Regions from separate parts of the Gossypium hirsutum genome. Here regions 1 and 3 are each linked to region 2. A link is a contact called in public Hi-C data. All regions are on one chromosome and are shown on one strand. Each heading gives the region's core, a stretch centred on a gene start, on an enhancer-like site or on the middle of the called end of the contact. The rest is flanking DNA. Distances are from core to core; before and after follow the strand shown.

Region 1 (3,366 bases), core at 263-2,762, 200 kb before region 2:
ATTTAAAAATCTTTAAAAATATATAAATTAATAAAAAACAGTAAAATTTATTTATTCAAGTTAACTTTTAAAAAATTATAATTTTTTAAATTTATATTTATCACGTGGCATACTAAAAGGTTGCCACGTGTTATCAACGAATTAATCATTAGTGTCACACCAGTAAAAATTAAAAGTTTGAATATCAGTTACTTACTTTAGAACAAAAATTAGAGAAACTACATATTAATTTTTTAATATTATTATTATTATTATTATTATTATTATTATTATTTTGCAACTTCGTGAAACTTGGATTTTGATTTGATTCTAAAGGAAGCAATAACTAAGGTAGCTAGTACCTGTGACTTCAGACCAATTGACAGATTCTAAACATGATTTAACATGTTGAATGAACATTTTCATGTTCATAGTCCCAGTTTTGAGAGAAGGGAAGCCTGGTTTTTGGGGCATTCATGTAATTCACAAACATTAAAGGGAAAAAGTTGATATGGTACACAAGTAAAATATCCAAGTATCTAAATGAACACAAAAAGAAATTCTAATTAGATCTTACAAAGAAAATACTTAGCTCAGGACCAGATGCTGCACCATCTGGATTGATCATATAGAAAGCTTCCGAGTCCTTTGATCCCACCACTCTCTCAAATCTAGCTCTCATATACGTCAGTTCCCCATCGGCCGTCACTGTTTCCTTGTCGTTTGGGCTAGGAAGCACCCCAGCACCCATCGAAACCCCTCGCAAAAGCTGCATGACATGAAGCTCGTCATCCGACAATTGTTTCCTTCTAATAGAATAACCCATCTTTCTGCCATTGCAGAGCACTGCCCACACGAACTCCTCCAACACTTTCTTCTTATGCGTCTTGGTTTCACTCTCCAACGCTATTCTCACAATATCAGACGCCATTTCCTTTTGAAGTAAGCTGGTTAGCATTGGTAGTTCAATCACGAATATGGGCACGCTGTGGGGATCGTCTTGTATGGCTAAGCAAACTCGGCCTTTACGATACCCGAAAATTGTACCCGTTGTAGCACTATCTTTAAGCATTGGCCTCCGGGGTCGACCCAGTAGTGCTACCATCTTGCACCCGGAGGTTAGCATGGGGAAAAGCTTGAACATGCGCAAGAGACCGCCACTACTACTGGTGGGTTTCCGGTGCTTTTCGCCGGGAGTTGGCCGGAGCAAAGACAGTATTGCCGGATTATCCATTTGGAAATATGGACTGGAGTGAATGGGTGGCATCGTTGGACTTTTTTGCAAGTATTCAATTCAAGGGAGGGGGCTATTGTGAGTAGATTTACAAAGATAAAATTAATATAGAGGGAGAAAATGGGGACCAAGGGGAGGTCTACTTGGTTTTCATTATCCTTGGAATCTTTGAGGTGGGGAAGAGAAGACGAAGAAAGCCTGAAAGAGACGTTACTTTTATTTATAATTTAGAAATATATATGATAAAATTTAAACAACTTTACATTTCAATCAAGGTTATTTAATTTTAATATGAATTTATTATCCAGTTATAATCTAATTTGATTTATTTATTTTTATTATATTGTGTATATTTTCAATTGTGAAAACACTAAAGTTGTTGCAAGTGTGTTATTGTAGAAAAAGAGATACAAGCATAAGCTTGGTACTTAAGTAATCTTTCATACTGTTGAATCATTTAACAAATATTAGTAGAAGCAACCATTCAATACCTTCCACCAACAAACACTTCTTAATCAATGAAATTGCATCAACAAAAAACAAAGTTAGATTTAATATTCTCAAATTCATAGTGGATCCTAGTTTCTATTTGTAGGATATTATAATTCACTAAATTCTTTCTTGCAAATTCAATCTTTATACTTCTGTTGTTAATATTGTAATATTTAATATTTAGAGTTACTCACGTTTACTCATCAATTTTTAAATAAAAAGATAATTGTGTTTCACCCTCATATGCTTATGCCTACAAAATTATAGTAAATAATTAGGGTGAAGAGAGGACGGTGAAAAGGATAAGATAAAAGGAGGTCGGATCACATCTTGTGTTAAGAAAAACACTCTCAAAAGGAGGAAAGAAAGGACTCTTGTAATGTTGGGTTTATAGCATGGGACTCTGATATATCTACTTTATGCTTCCTAAAAAAAAAAAAGAAAACCCATCACAAATTCTCACTAATTATTGAGGTTCAGCTCATGTTCCACTGTTTCATCCATGGACAATGGGGCAAAGCAAAAAAAAAAAAAAGGAACACCTTTGGTTATGCTTGTGACCGACTTTTCTTTAATGCTGACAGGCCATAGTCTCACTCGATAGAGGCATTTCAGGAAGCACCAAAAACTCGAATATTTGATCATGTTGTTTTCAATTGCCTCAAAACATTTCTCATAATTTGAACCCTAAACAAACTCATCAATCACTGGTAGTTTATAGAGTAAAATTTCCAGTTCTCCTCACATGCCCTGTTAATGATTCAGCAGCCATGTGAAAAACAAAGACAGGTCCTTTTCAAACCGGGATTCATCTAAACAAAACAATGAATCAAATCTGGCTGTAAGTAATAGATGAACTAATGATGGACCACTCAAAATTGCTCCCCGTCTTAGCTTAATGATAACACTTGAACAAAATTTCCAAAGATTTATTATAGATTGGTATGTTTTAAATCTGGGTTTGGTTAGTGGCCCTCACCAGACTGATTAGACGAAGGGTTACATCATATTCCATAAAAATGATATAGTTGGCGTGTGAGTTTAAAAGCCTTAACAGCTCACCTGGGCTCCATACTAGAAAGAGTTTGCTTATTGAGTTTGATGAATTTGAAGTGCAAACGAACATGCAAGCTCAGAATCACACTTTGTCCAATTATTTAACTGTGTTTCCATGAAAGGAAATAAGAATTACCCAATCAATCAAATTCTTGATAACTATATATCACTTCAATTGATCAACATTAAATACACTAACTTTTCCTTTGTTCAAATTACCAACAAATAGTTAGAACTTTCTATTAATATTTGAATAAATTTGAATTTTAAAGTTAATATTATTGAAAGGATTTTTTTAAATATTATCATAACTAGAATAGAATTAAGCTTAAGCTATAAAACAGTAGAAAACACCTATGATTATATAAAAAAAATCGTCGTTCAAAATTTCTACTAGTTTTTTAGATTGAGTCAATAGACTCTTCCATGTAGTTGACTGCCAGTTCATGATTCATCACTTTCAACTAACCTTAAGTTTGAATAAATAATTATAAAGAAAAAGAAAGGGAAGCAAAGAAAAAGAAAAGGGTTGAATTTCCTATAAATGTTGAAATTAAAAAAAAATAGATTAGGTTATTTTTAAAAAAAATTATAGGACTAGATCA
Region 2 (3,443 bases), core at 181-2,680:
CAAATCATCCCAAAGACCAGGAACAACAGCAGCTGACAAATTGGCTTGTTCCACTGAACTACCATGCTTATTCATCAATGCAAATGTTCTCGGAGTATCCCTATCTAATTCTGAAGGGGTATCATTTGAATGATCTAATGTCATATGCTCAGATGTTCTCGACAGCCCTATAGCAGTCGTCCCTTCAAGAATTTTAATTCCAATCCCTTTCATCCCTCTTCCAGCATCATCATCATCATCATTTCTCTCTCCCTCGTCTAAATGCATGTCACCTTCTTCAATAACTTGAACAGCTGCAGCAATATCTCTCATTTCTGCATTTCCCGGTAGCCAAGGCTTAAAAGATTCCTTTTCTACACACTCACAATTGGATGTAACAATATCCATTATAGCAGCCACAAGCATACTTCTACCTTTCAAAGAATCAGAAATATCGAATGAACTACGACCCGAATGCTGCTCCCACACAAAAGCTATTTATCAATGGTAAAACAAAAAACTTAGAAGCACCAACAAGATTAGGGTGCAAAAAAGTTACATTTTCATAATCAGTATATAACAAAAAGAAATAAACACGTACCCTTTTAGATTTATTTTGAGGTTGACATGAAAAAATGAACCTCAACAGATAGGAAACGGCGCCTGGTCTTCCAAGCACGTCTTTGCGCACGTCGGGATCCGCAATTAAGTAAGCCAATGCCCTCGCCGCCTCAGCCTGAGTGCCGCAAACATCTGCTTTGCCCACTGCTACCGTCTCCAGGAGCCAATCAACTACCGCGCCGCCACTAGCGTTCACAATCGCCGCTCTGCGGCTCGCATTGGCAGCGGCAATGTCCGCAAGCAAAGACGCCACGCGTAGCTCGAACCCAGCCCGAACTTCGTGGTTTGCGGATGACATCACCGACCTCAACGATTGCCACAAAACAGAGGCGGCAACGCTGGTTTGTTTGGCTTGGTGGACGATCCTCCTGAAGGACTCGTTCGATTTTTGCATCGTGTGCTCGATTGAGTCGTAAAGAGGACTTCTCCTAGGGCTAGGGTTACCGTTACCGCCGGAGGCTTCATTGCCTTTATTGGCAGATAAAACAGCGACGGAAGCGACGATAGCGGAGAGGAGAGTGGCGGAGAGGGCCAAAACGGAATTTCGAGAAAGAGAAACCGTTGCAGAAGGGCGAGTTGAAAGCTGAGTTTGAAAATTTTGCGGCGGCGGTGATTGGGAAGGGACGGGTTGCCGGTTTTTGAGATTGTTAGGGGATTCAACGGAGTTGGGAGAAAAGGAGGAAAACCGTCGCGTATAATGAAGATAGCAACGCCGACGAGATCTTAAGCAGTAACGAAGCATAATTTTAATTCGAAAAAATAAAGGAAAAGATTGGGAAATTCCGTTGAAGCCACTGTTCAAGAGGATGGCGGGAGGAAAATGGTTGTTTATATATATAGATGGTAAGGACGGTCTATAAAAATGGAATTTTCTAGCCGCATATGCCAACCTTTTTGTCCCTTCCAATACCAGGCCTTTCAATTTTAAACCTTGGGCCTAATTAAAATGGGTTTAATACTCTCTACAAACAAATCAAAAATCCGATATGATGAATTTAAAACTCAATTTAACTTGATTTTATCAACAAAACTCAAATTCACCTGAATTCGATATGATTTCAACCTGAATTTATTTTCAATCCAACTCAAAATTAACTTGACTTGGGTCTAAAATTACTCAAATGAGTAACCAGCTCTCTTTTTTTCACTTCTTTCGTCCCTTTTCTTGTCGTATAATTAACCATGTTCAACAAAATTGCCACCGTGTTTTTCCTTACTCTTTCATTAATTCTAATCTTGTCATCCAACAAATCACCTAAAACCCTAACTTCACTTGGTTCCCGCATCACTTTTTTACTTTCTTTACTAATGTAGTCGGTTCCAACCATTTATATCAATATGTACCGTTCCACTTACTTATACATGAATAATATTAAAGAATATAAAATTTATAATTTTTTATCATTATATTAATGAATAATACAAACTTTTCCTGAAACATTATGTACTGATTGGTGCATGAATATTTTATATTGAAATTTATTTAATATAATCATTTGATATTTGTAAATATTTATATATATATTAAATATTTTTTAAAAAATATTGATAAATTTAAAATAATACATTGAAATATAACGTTATCAATACACACCAATTCTAATAGAAAAACGATACATCTACTAAAATATCTCGCTCTTCACGCCTTGCAATTTGCATCAACATCGTCATACATCCTCCACGATCCCTACACTTGCATCCTTAACTATCAATGGCACTAGAGCATGAACTGCCTCAAGACCCATCAAACAAACTCAATTCCATAATTAAAGTGTGGCCTCTGGCATCGCCTCCTATGCATTCTTAATCAATTGAGGGGACCCATTGTTATCAATGATGATCAATGCATAAAGAATATCACGTTTTGACTCAAATTTTTCAATAAATTATTTACATTTTTTATAATTTTTTATATTTTTATAAAATTTTAAATACTTAATTTTTATAATTTTAATCCAAAACACTATATGATAAATGATATGTCATGCCGCATCAATAAAGTTATCAAATGAGGTGTCACATTACATCAGTAATGGCATTAGTAAAATCATCAAATAAGACGTCATGCTAGTTAACAAAGTTGTTAATTAAAATTGAATTTTTTTGACAAAAATTTCAATAATATGGGCGACATTCAGAAAAAGAAAAAATTAAATAACAATGAAAAAGAAAAGAAAAAACTTAGGGACAAATTTTGCAATTCTGCTTTAAGAAAATTTGAGAAAATAAAAAATCAACACATTAAAAGAAAAAGCATAAGAATCCACCAAAGACACTACAAGTATACAACTATATATATATTTTGAAATAGAGACGACTGGGCTTTTATATATATAATGAACAGAAAAAATGGGCCACGGACCTGCCTAAGAAACAAAGAAAATAAAAGCCCTATCCGGAGCAAAGCTGAACAGGCAAGTTTCCTAAAAACAAAAATGAAACAGCTAAAGAAATATAAACCGACAACCTAATAGATGAATCTAGAAAAAGCAGCCTACTCTACCCCAGTCATTTCAACAACAGCTGTACTCCACATTACTATACGAATCGTTATTTCAGTCTTATCCAGCCTTTCAGTCGATAGCCTTGCCCAAAAAATAAACATTCATTGCTATCTTCATAACTCTTCCATTCCTCATCATCGTCTTCTAGTCTGGATCTCTTGCCCAACGACCTTCCGAAGGCGAGTCATGCAAATTCGGTTCTCCTTGTACCAGGTAAGAGGTGACTCCGCTCTCTAAAGCTTCTTTTGCAATCTGATGGGCACGTATATTATCTGATCGGGGGATATGCTTGAACTCTATTGTTTGAAAATGAATGCACCTCTTCTGAATATCTCGAAT
Region 3 (3,242 bases), core at 189-2,688, 240 kb before region 2:
AAAAAAAAGTATTTGGTGCAATTAAAAAAGCTACAATATACTTTTTTAACGAGAGAATTCGAATTCGAACTTTATAAACAATTTTGTTAAAAGAGATAGTCACAAATTTTAAAAGGATAATCTCCCACAAATCGTAAAATAAAATAAATAATACCTTAATTTCGAAAAATCAAGCACACCAATTAGAATCCAATTATTCATAAACTAGCTTCAAATCAGTGGCAAAGCCTTGGTACCCTTAAAATAAAAAAATTTTTAATTAGGTTCTTTTATAGAAAATTTTTTAATTAGGTTCTTTTATAGTTTATAAAATTTTAAATTAGTAATGATAAAATTATATTTTGACCTCAAAAATGATAAAAATTTGATTTAATCCTTTCATAATTATAAAGATATAAACTATTAAAATTGTAAAGTTGCATTTTTTTATTAACATAAAATATAAAATTTAATTTCGACCCCCAAAAAATTTTCTAACTTCGTCCCTAAATTAAATTAACATTTCATTGCTTTCTAGATTACTAATTAAATACATTAATTATTACTTTAAAAAATAATTTCATTTTATCTAAATTATTATTCTTTAAATTTACAAAATTCTTATCAAATTATAATATTGCAAACTATTAAAAACATAATTAAATAAATTAATATAATATATTTAATTAAATGCATATTCTTAATTTATGCTAGAGGCGTTCATAGGTCAAGTTCGGATTGAGTTCATGCAAAGTATTTAGATTAATTTTTTAAGCTCGGGCCCAATCCAAAAAATAAGCTTACATTTTTGCCCAAACATAATTCAAGTTAAGAAAGATAAACCTAGACCGAACCTAACCCGTCCATATTTGGTTTTTTAGATTTGTTTTTATTTTAAAATAATTCTTGAAAAAATATAATACATTTAATGCACTAAAAATGTTAAAATAAAAGTTCTCTAACACATTAAAAATACATTAAAAATATTTATATAAGAAAACAATATAATAAATATAATAAATATTTTATTATTATAAAAACACAAATAAATATAATAAATATTTTATTGTATTAAATAAATTTTTAAAATTTTATATTTTAGGTTGAGTTATTTAGTTGGGTAAATATTTTTAAATTTTAGGTAATAGATTTAATTGTTATTGGGTTAATGATTATATATATAATTATTATTTAACATATATAATTAATATAATATTTTTATAACATAATTTATATTCGGGCCGAGTTAGTCTTCAGCAAAAATATATTGTTTAAGGCTTGACTCATATAAAAAAATAAAATTTAAAATTTTCTCAAATTTATTTTTTGAATTTCATATATTATCTAAATTCTTTTATTTTTTGAACCCAAATAAGTGGTAATTCTAATTCATAATGCATTAAAAAAAAACTAGTTATTATTTATATCTAATTCTTAATAGAAATAGGAAACGCGGTCAATTTCAGACCACCCATTAAACGTGAGTACGTGACCATGAAATCAGCGCCAACTTAGTACTCAGATTGGGCCCACAAGCCCATAACTGTCATTTCAATTTCAACCCCAGAAACGTGTTACGGAAACGTAGTTCAAAGCGAGCGAGTTGAGTGAGTGAGTGACTCATCTGATCGTCTACCATCCGGTACACACTAACCTAAACTCCGGTAAAGCAGCACCATAGGCAACCATCACCGATGATGAGCCGCCGTGTTTTCTCGTTTCTCTTCTTCTTCCTTTTCTCTCAGATCTTATCCTTCGCTTTCAATCCTCTCCAATCAAACAATCCTCAACTCCTACAGGTAAGAAAAAAAATCAAATTAATAGAAATAATTGATATTAAAGTTTCTTAATACTCATTAAATTTGTTTTTTCCCCTTCGGATCAGGATGTAATTGAGAAGATTGCTTTGAAGCAGAAATGGGAACCGGAAGGGCTTAATTTTTCAAAACTGGAATTGAGTAAGGTTAGATTCGGGACTGGCAAAAGATACGAGTTCCGGATCCGATTTGGAAAAACTCATATGCTCTTCAAATTTCCCGACGAAGTTTCTTCCTTGAAAAAGTTTACCAGACGAAATAGCGACGATTTTCTTGATTTTGTCAATGAAATTAATTCCTCGGCCGTACTCGAGCCTTTTACAATGGAAGGTCCCTTCGAGTTACGCCTCTCTCCCGGTCACCAAGCTTCCCTCCTCCTTCCGGTATGCTTCTCTTTTTTCCCTTTTATTTTAATTCCTCATCAATTACATAGAAAGGAGAGTTTTTTTTTTTGTTGGGGGGGGGTGGGGGGCTTAGTTAATCTTTAGAGATAGCTTAAAGTTATCTTAATCAATGTTTGATTTGAATTATGTGTTTAATTGGACCTTTGCAAATAATAGTTATCAATAGTAGTAGTCTGAAGCTTGGGTATTTGGTCATCAGCTGAACACATCACATACTGATCTGAAACGAGTCCTTGTTGGTCATGGCATCACTTTACAAGTAAATGGAGCTCAAGAGATCCATCTTTTCCATACTTTTAATTTCGGTTTACCGGCAAATGAAAATGGTGTCAAGGAGAAGAGTAGTGGATATTTGCCCTTCTCGCATTCGTTCTGTAGGTCCTTACTTCCTGTGCATGTTTTAGGGTCGGTGTCTCTTGCTGCCTTCCTAACTCGGAACCCTGATGCCCACATTGAAACTCATTTCCCATCCAAGGATACTATTGAGCTGCTGCCTGAAAAGTGTTATGGCAGTGATGGTTACACGAAACAACCTTGCCCCATAGATTCTATAAGTTTGAGGATAGCCAGGTTACAAAAAATCCTGAGGACATTTATAGGTGATAGAAACAATGAAAAGCAGTTTTTAGGTTCTCTTAATGTGAAAATTAAAGCATCACCTATCGTTCATTTCCAGTTAGAGTTGGAAAAGGAAATTGGGAACAATGAGAGTGTTCGCAGTATGTTAGCTGAATGGAGGACAAAGCCAACTGTTGAGAGACTATGGTTTGATGTAATGACAAGAGTTGAAGGAGACAAATTGAATCCCCTTACGTTAAAGAAGGTCCGGCCTTTTGTTAGTGTAGATACAGTCTCATGGAGTAATTTATTGTCAAACATTTCTTTTACAAAGTTCCCATCCATTCTTGTCCCTCCTGAGGCTCTGACATTGGGTGTCAAATGGTAGTGGAAAACCTTGTAAGATGTTTTTGTTTTCGGTGATATTTACAGATCAATGCTATACGCCATTATCTGTCTGTTGAATCTTCGGTTGATTTGTGTA

What was found. A called contact is a pair of places that touch in the nucleus more often than the background predicts.
Region 1: a contact with region 2 is called in a Hi-C map of leaf, with 4 times the contacts expected there. The contact joins the promoter of LOC121212509 here to the promoter of LOC107918055 in region 2. A contact is called at or near these places in 19 of 34 Hi-C or Micro-C datasets (anther, callus, cotyledon and 4 more).
Region 3: a Hi-C map of leaf shows a contact between it and region 2, with 3 times the contacts expected there. The contact joins the promoter of LOC107918031 here to the promoter of LOC107918055 in region 2. A contact is called at or near these places in 13 of 34 Hi-C or Micro-C datasets (anther, callus, hypocotyl and 2 more).

Annotation. Positions count from the first base shown.
Region 1 is chrA01:26,433,576-26,436,941 of Gossypium_hirsutum_v2.1, forward strand. It overlaps LOC121212509 (protein MIZU-KUSSEI 1), which reads right to left and starts at 1,513. Exons shown (of 2, transcript XM_041085549.1): 1 at 557-1,513. The coding sequence starts at 1,246.
Region 2 is chrA01:26,634,612-26,638,054 of Gossypium_hirsutum_v2.1, forward strand. It overlaps LOC107918055, which reads right to left and starts at 1,431. Exons shown (of 11, transcript XM_016847555.2): 1 at 581-1,431; 2 at 1-456. The coding sequence starts at 1,342. It overlaps LOC121224376, which reads right to left. Exons shown (of 2, transcript XM_041107641.1): 2 at 3,184-3,317. The coding sequence ends at 3,249. LOC107918053 (a long non-coding RNA gene) reads left to right here and starts at 3,149. Exons shown (of 6, transcript XR_005922017.1): 1 at 3,149-3,317.
Region 3 is chrA01:26,390,645-26,393,886 of Gossypium_hirsutum_v2.1, forward strand. It overlaps LOC107918031, which reads left to right and starts at 1,439. Exons shown (of 3, transcript XM_016847524.2): 1 at 1,439-1,778; 2 at 1,865-2,179; 3 at 2,400-3,216. The coding sequence starts at 1,674. The coding sequence ends at 3,146.